Linked DNA regions of Gasterosteus aculeatus: region 2 is linked to region 1. Evidence: chromatin contacts called from public Hi-C data. All regions are on one chromosome and are shown on one strand. Each heading gives the region's core, a stretch centred on a gene start, on an enhancer-like site or on the middle of the called end of the contact. The rest is flanking DNA. Distances are from core to core; before and after follow the strand shown.

Region 1 (3,794 bases), core at 682-3,181:
GCGTTCCACCTGCAGGAAGCCATGTTTGATTCTCTGTCCGCCGAGACGCCTGCTTGACAGCAGAATGGTGTCATAGGACCAAGTGGAGGAATTTCTCTTTCTCTGTCATCATTAAGGGGCTTCCCCCTATGGTGAGGGGGATGAAAAGTACGATTTAATGTTCTCTGGAGAGTGGCAGCAGAAGAAAAGCTCAAAGCCTTGCATGCTGGTTTCTGAGTGGGTCACTCCAGCCCTTGCAGCGAAAGGGATGTCCCTTAGGAATTTGCCATAGACCGGCCTGAAAGGCTAGGGATTAAGACCCTTTTAAGGATGGAAATGTAACAAAAGGAGCACTTTTATGATGTAGCAGCATAAAATGAGGGGGTCCATTGTGTAACTGATTGCAAAAGATCTTTGAAACAGGCGGCTCCACACTGCATGCTCGCCCGGCCCAGTGGGCTTGAACGGCTTGCACAAAATGACTTGTCTACATTAGGGAGAGAATGGCTCTCGTTTAGGTGGCGGTGTCTAAGATTATTAGCTTGTTTCTATTTTCACCCTCTGCTCCTCCCTCCCGCTCTCCCTCACTCGCTCCCTCATCTGGGTCTGCTATCAATGCTGGAGTGAAAGTGGCGACAGAGTCCCAGTGAAATCTGTTAATTTAGAGCGAGAGAAGGTAATTAACATGCCCTCAGGCAGGGCTATGCTATAGGAGGCACCTAGCATAGCTTAGACGTGAATGGAAATCGCCATGTTCGGTTTTACGACAATAAGGAGCAGATGCCGTGGCTGTGCTCACAAAAGCCAAACCTGTGAGGAAAAAAAAGCTGCCGACGCAACGTCCAATAACAGCCGAGTATATTTGTAACTGGATGCTGGTGTGGTTAGTGTTTGATGTCAAATGTCATATTTTGATTTATCAGTCAATTTTCTTATTGCTAGCTAGTCATTCCGATGTTACATAATTGTACATTTTAATAATACATATTGCATTAAGTTACAGAAGAAAATATGATGGAGGAGCAAGAGCATTTGCCCTGGGGTGAATTTACAACACTGAGTACAAATTATGCAGAGTTTTGCAGAAAATGTAATATATTTTATTTCTGTTCCTTTTGGCCAAAGGATGAAAAACTTTAATGAAATGATCCTTTTTGTGAGGAACACAGAAATGTATCGTTGACTGTTTTACACTTGAGCTATGTCCAACCGAGGGCTGCACACTCTTATAAGCACCTGTGGCACATGCCCTTTGAATAAAATGAAAGCAGATAATTTATCAGCTGTCTTGACTTCAACCCACAATAGGCCTGTATTTGAATTGACTACATAGCTGGACAGTGAAGGGAAACTTTTCTCTCTCTTTGGGAGCAGGAAATCATTCGAGTATAGGAGTGAAAGAGCGAGAGACAAAGAGAGGCCAGTGAACACTAGAGGGGGAGCTTACCCATGATGCAGCCTGTGTTGGTCTGACAGAGGGAGCTGTTCTCAGGGCCCCAACACGTCCACGCCTTTTTATCACCCCTCCATTCCTGCGTCTCTCCCTCCTCCACCTCGAGCGCAGGCCGTGGGAGACCTCCAGGGATCAGAGGTCAAGGGTCGAGAAGAGCGGCGGGCCATTTTATTGTCATTCTCTCAGGAACGAAAAAGGGGAAGTGTTTGTATGTGTGAGCGTACATGTGCGTGTAGGAGCGTTTGTGTGCATCGGAGAAAAAGACCGACTCTTGGGATTGCACCCTTAGACATCGCTGCTGAATCTCTCCAGATGTGTTAAAAACAGAATTTTCCATGTATCCATGTATGTAATGCATACACACAGGTAATGTTATAGTTATTATGCACATGGGTTAAGCGGTGGTATTTGTGGAGCATGCATACGGTGAATACGTTGTGAACAGAGCTGTTTGGAGAGAAGGGGGTGAACTGGCTGCTGAGTTCCTAAGTAGGGGGAGAGAAGTTTAGGAGGCCTCACACTGTGATATGGAGCCCTTAAAAGGCCTCTGGAGGGAGTGTAATATCAAGAGCAGGATTATTCCCAATCCTTCTTCTCCTCCCCCTCCTTCACTCCCCCTCTTCTTCTCCCTCTCTTCTCTCTACAGCTGACCCTCATTGCCTCCCCTCTCACTCCTTACATCATTTAAATGTCTAAAGAGTAATTGAATGAATTATCATAAATTTTTTGACAAATTCATTGACTCGGCAGGCTGAGTGAGCCAAACGTCTCCTTCCATTTGCGTCTAATAAGACATGACATTTGAAATGAGTTTATGTGCTGGTTAGACCTTTTGCCTTTTCCCTCGGTTCCAGAAACAAAAGGCCAATAAGTGAATGAGGGGGTAAATCTTCAATGCAACACAGACTGCAGACTTTTAAGGGAAATGTGGTGACTACAGCTTGAAACATGGCATGTATCCATTTTGTACTCTTACATATTCAGCCTGGCCTTTTTTTTTTAAACTTGTTTTGAAGATGTGCTTCACAAACCAAAGTCAGGAAAGGGGAACTGTTGTGGGGGATGGAATTTAGCGCTGCACAGGCTGTTCTCTCTGACCTCGGTGTTCCCACATCAAAGAGCCTCCCTCAGCCCACTTCCCTCGACGCGAGCTGAAAGGAGCGCTTCAGTGCGGCGGCTTGTGCGCGTGTGTGTGTGTGTGTGTGTGAGTGAATGTGTTGTGCTGGAACCTTCAGGCTGCCTTGAATGCTGCCAATATGTTGTACTAGACGGCGAAACCAGGTTCTGCTCTAGAAAGGGTGTGGAAAGAGTGACCATATTTTCCACAATTCCTTTTCACTTGCAAACGCAATTTTTAAGTTTTTAAAGCTGCGTCGGCTCACTATTGCTCATTAAACACGCTGCAGGTTAATTGCTGCAAGAGGCTGAAGGTTACAAAGCGATGTGGCATATTTGGACGAGTTTCGTGTCGCTCTCTTGTTGGTCACATCCATGTGCCCTTCGTCTTCTGATGAGGGTGAACAGAGGTAAATGCACAGTGTGTGGGGGCGCCGCGCACATGACGGGGAACCCGTGCACCAAAAGAAATGCAGGACACACATGACAGCTGACAAAAAAAGCGCCGTAAACTGCGTAGTGATTCTTGTTAGAGCAAATTGGTCAAAGTGTGGAACTGTTTGTTAGAGACAGAAGCTTGGGCGTTTGCCGTGACAAAATAAAAGGGGCTGCTTCCGTGCCTCCGTGTGATGCAACAGCTGTGCTTGCAATTGGCTGCTCGTACTCTCCCAAATAGTCAACATCCACACACACACACACACACACATTGCAGATGCATGGACATTTAAATTGTCACACCAAACGGAAAGTAAACATCAAAAGTATAACCCTCAGTAAAATGCTCATTTTCTTCAAAAGCAAGCGCATGTTCACCACGTAAACGGCAAACACAGACATACACAAGACTCCCAGTGCTCCTGCCGGGTGAAAAATGTGTATTTGCTGACAGGCAAAGAGAAGGCCGCCACCAAGTGCCTCATCCGGCTGGCAAACGGCTCGATACATCATGGCGCTCTCCTTTCCCCGAGCCCCGGCTCCACTCCGGGGCCAAATCGAGCATGTTATTCTCTGCTCACCACTGACTTCCCCCAGCCGCCCGGTGACTGAGGGTCCTCTCCTCCCACAATGGAGGGAGAAAAGAAAAGAGGGAGAGAAAGAGAGGGAAGGAGAATGGGAGAACAAATCTGAACACACGTTTCTGCACACGCAAGCATGTGCACACACACACACACACACGCGCACGCACACGCACGCACACGCACGCACACGGTCCAGACGGGGAACCGATAAAAAAAGCCACACGCCC
Region 2 (3,794 bases), core at 498-2,997, 150 kb after region 1:
TCTCCGCTGTTCAAAAGTTTCTGACACTACCCAGTTCGGCGACCCGGTTTAAAGTTAACGGTCCTGCGGCGTGACGCAGATCGTTGAGCGCTGCGCTCGGAGCGCGTGTGCAAACCAGGAGAAGTGAGGAATTAATAATGTACTTGCCTTATCGCGGGTTGCTTTCATGCAGGCAGAAAGCCGCTCCTCGGTTTACCGCCGTCGCCGGTGCTTCTTCTTTTAATGTCCGACTGTCCACTTTCTCCCTCTTGCTCTCCTCTGGCCGTCTCCGGGCTTTGCACTGGTGCCCCTATAGCCCGCTCCCATTCGCTGCGCCTCGCGTTCTACTCGCATCGAGCGGAGCCCCGTTTCCAATCTGCCGAGTTAAATCTTAATGATACACTCACTGGAGGGGGGGAAAAAAAATCTTTGTCCGATTTAATGTTATTGGTTTCACCTTTTCGAGGAGCTGGAGATGTGGCCGGGGAGTTTTAGCGGAGTGTCCGAGACAGGGACGGGAGAGAGAGCTCTTGAATACTTAAAAAACAACCCATCCCTCCTATGCGCTTTGAAAGGGGGCACTTGCATATTTAGGCTCTCTTATACCTGCTAATTTCTTAGCTTGGTTGAAGCTTGTTTACAACAACTTGGTTTATTTGTACGACATACGGTTTGTATTAGGTAACGATTAGTCTTTTACAGTATAGTGTTAATACACTGTTTTTGATAACGACTAACGCACATCTATTTAACTGTGTGTTCCATCTAAATCACATCCAGTCAAATAAATGGTACATTTTGGGGACTAACAATATTTCAATTAAAAAAAAACTACTTTATTCATTGTTGTCCATAACAGGTTTTTTCTATGTCATTCGACCTGAACATCAAAGGGATGCTGTTTTGAGAAAGTAAAATAATAGAAGGGGAAATGGTACGCAAAACGTTTCTTATTTCATTTCTAAAATCAACTTTTATGTTTTAAAAATTCATGTTTGATGACTCGTGCATGCATTAATATATATGGTTGTAATTGTACAATGTACGCTAGATGGCAGCGCGATCCAGACATTTTTTAGTTCGAGGTGGTAAGCCTGCAGAAACCGTCACACAAAAAGCCGGAATCCCCATGTAAATTCCATGCAACTTTGCATGATTTTGAATTACTGTCATTATTAAGACATAATATGACACCAGCTCAGTGATTGTGAAGACTATAGGACCTCAGTAATTATGGAATATTGCTTATTACTCGGTCTAATTTTAGAGATTTTCGACCGCTCGCACGACGTCCCGTTTGTATAACACATTGTCTTTTCTGCATTATTTTCCCTGTTGGCATTTTGTTAACCTTCATATCTAGTTTTAAATACATTGTAAGTTTTAATCGGCGAGACTGTGCCGGTTATAGACGAGGGTGTACCGCAATGCGCATGCCAACGAGGCAACAATGTGTGGGCATTTCAATTCGCTTCGAAATAATACCGGCACCCGTTCATTTTATAATAAAGATACGAGTCTAAGACAGACCATTTTGAAACTTCGGGGGAATTTCTGAGCCATAGTCCCCTTTTCGCCGTTGCGCCTAGTTTTTGGACTATTTGTCGTGCGTAAAAAAGCTTTGTCCCCTTTTGCCTTTAGCCCGCTTTTTCTGCTATTCTATTCAGGGTTTCTTCCTCTTTTTGGTGACAATAGACGGCCCATACTAATCAGGTTTCAAAGTAAATAGCAGCGCGGGGCGAGCTCAATGTAAATTGTGCCTGTCAAAGCCCCCCAGCCCCTCCAGCCGTAGATTGCAACACTGCAAAAAATATCCATGCCCAGACATTAGTCTGTTCAGTATTGAGTCGGAAAATCTTGAATTTACCAAAAGAGGAGACTGGATCTTCCATCAACGTGAGATGCTCCCACTTGTGCCATGCAATGCTAATCAAGCCGTCAATGTAAATGTTATTACATCGATTGTTCATTTACAAAGGGGATATCCTTGTGTACTTGGCTTTATTTCATTGTATTGGCACCTGTAAAATGAAACGCGATAGCGGTTGGAAACAAGCGGATGCGCGTAATCGGCACTTGGCTATTTTGTACTGTGTTTAATAAGAAATATAACATTTAAAGATTTGAACACGGGACCGGATGACTTGTCGAGATGGACATTTTTTGCAGTGAATGAACAGAGGGGGACTCTAACCAATAGAAAGAAAGAGAGGGCTTGGCTATAACCTTAGCCTCCCATTTTCTCTCTCTCCCTATCTCCCCCCTCTCCTCCTATCCTCCTCCTCTATGCAGGGCTCTGGCCAGTCAGTCGCCTTTGATTATCAGTCTCCAGCAGCCCCTCTCTTGGCTCCTTGACACGAGCACCATATAAGGCGCAGCGATCTCCATAGAAACGTGTCAGTTTCAATAGTAGTGTCAAAGTTCACTATATACAGACATTCGCGCAGATCCCTCGTTTCGGAAACATTGCTCTGCTGGTCCTCCCGTTTAAGCGCATTCATTTTTTGGGTCTCTCCTTCTTCTTGCATATTCTATTAGTTGTTGCTGTTGGTCTTCTTTTTTTTCATCTTTTCTCGTCGTATCTCCATTCCTCCTGCTGGAGAGAGGTGAAACTATACATGGGCACTTCATTCGGCGACGCGGTTTGCTTTTGCTGCTGGGCGCGATGATGAGGCTTATTTAAGAATATAGATGTGAAAATCCGGCTCTTCAGTTTTTTTCCCTCCACTCCTTAAACGACGAAGACGGGAGTGTAAAGGAGCAAGGGGAAGAAAGGAGAAAGGAATTTATCTCCGCAGCACTTTGGATCGCGTGCCTTTCCAGCAAAAGGTTTTTTTTTCCTCCCTCGTTCCTGCGTCCATGTGAATCGCTCCTGCCGTCTCTTTGTGGCTATTTTGTATCAAACTGCAATTTGCTACGACCGGACTCTGCTTTTCACAAGATTAGGGATTCCTGAATGGCTGACTGCGATTTACCTTGGAACTGGCCTCCCGATACTTGCAAATCCTGATCGGGTGCCTTTTCAATCCCCCTGTATTTTGATTGCATCGATCGCGTTCTACTCTCATTCTTACCCCGTATGAGATTGCGTGCTTCGATTTGACTTTGCACTGCCCCGTCCTTTTGAGATCCCGTCTCTTCTTTTTTTTCTCCCCCTTCAACGCTTCGTAAACACCGGCGATCATTTCGCTTTATAGCACTTTCCGGGGCCGAGATATGGCAATGGTAGTTAGCGTCTGGAGAGATCCGCAGGAAGACGTGGCCGGAGGACCTCCGAGCGGTCCGAACCCCGCGGCGCAGCCGGCGAGGGAGCAGCAGCAGACGGCGTCGGCGGCTCCGCACACTCCGCAGACCCCGAGCCAGCCGGGACCCCCGTCCACACCGGGGACCGCCGGGGACAAGGGGAGTCAAAATTCCGGACAGAGTCAGCAGCATATTGAATGTGTGGTTTGCGGAGACAAATCGAGCGGCAAACACTACGGCCAGTTCACCTGCGAGGGATGCAAAAGTTTCTTCAAGAGGAGTGTACGGAGGAACTTAACATACTCGTGTCGTGCCAATAGGAACTGTCCGATTGACCAGCACCACCGAAATCAGTGCCAATACTGCCGGCTGAAGAAATGTTTAAAAGTGGGAATGCGGCGGGAAGGTGAATATATTTTTAAAGCCAATCCTAATTGCGCCTCCTAGTAGCAGACGAACGGGGCTGCCATGTTGCATTAAGGTCAAAGGCGTATGTCTTAGCACACTGCGGTCTCAATCCGGGGTTTTCGGGGATGTTTGCATGAATGGTCGAGCTTTCTGACCACGTAGGA

The links. Hi-C and Micro-C count contacts between places; a contact is called where the count stands out from the background.
Region 2: a contact with region 1 is called in a Hi-C map of liver, with 2.3 times the contacts expected there. The contact joins the promoter of nr2f1a here to the enhancer-like site in region 1. A contact is called at or near these places in 2 of 6 Hi-C or Micro-C datasets (liver and skeletal muscle).

What each region holds. Positions count from the first base shown.
Region 1 is chr13:12,590,895-12,594,688 of fGasAcu3.hap1.1, forward strand. All of the region lies in intron 5 of LOC120830819 (a long non-coding RNA gene), which reads left to right. Among protein-coding and RNA genes, the nearest start is that of LOC120830819, 120 kb to the left of the region's middle. Within about 2 kb of position 1,932, at least 2 of the 9 cell types and tissues checked have open chromatin away from gene starts, as enhancers often do. A contact at or near this core is called in liver, where this site is marked.
Region 2 is chr13:12,741,916-12,745,709 of fGasAcu3.hap1.1, forward strand. nr2f1a (nuclear receptor subfamily 2, group F, member 1a) reads left to right here and starts at 1,748. Exons shown (of 3, transcript XM_040195739.2): 1 at 1,748-3,628. The coding sequence starts at 3,196. It overlaps LOC120830818 (a long non-coding RNA gene), which reads right to left and starts at 540. Exons shown (of 4, transcript XR_013452118.1): 1 at 437-540; 2 at 148-355.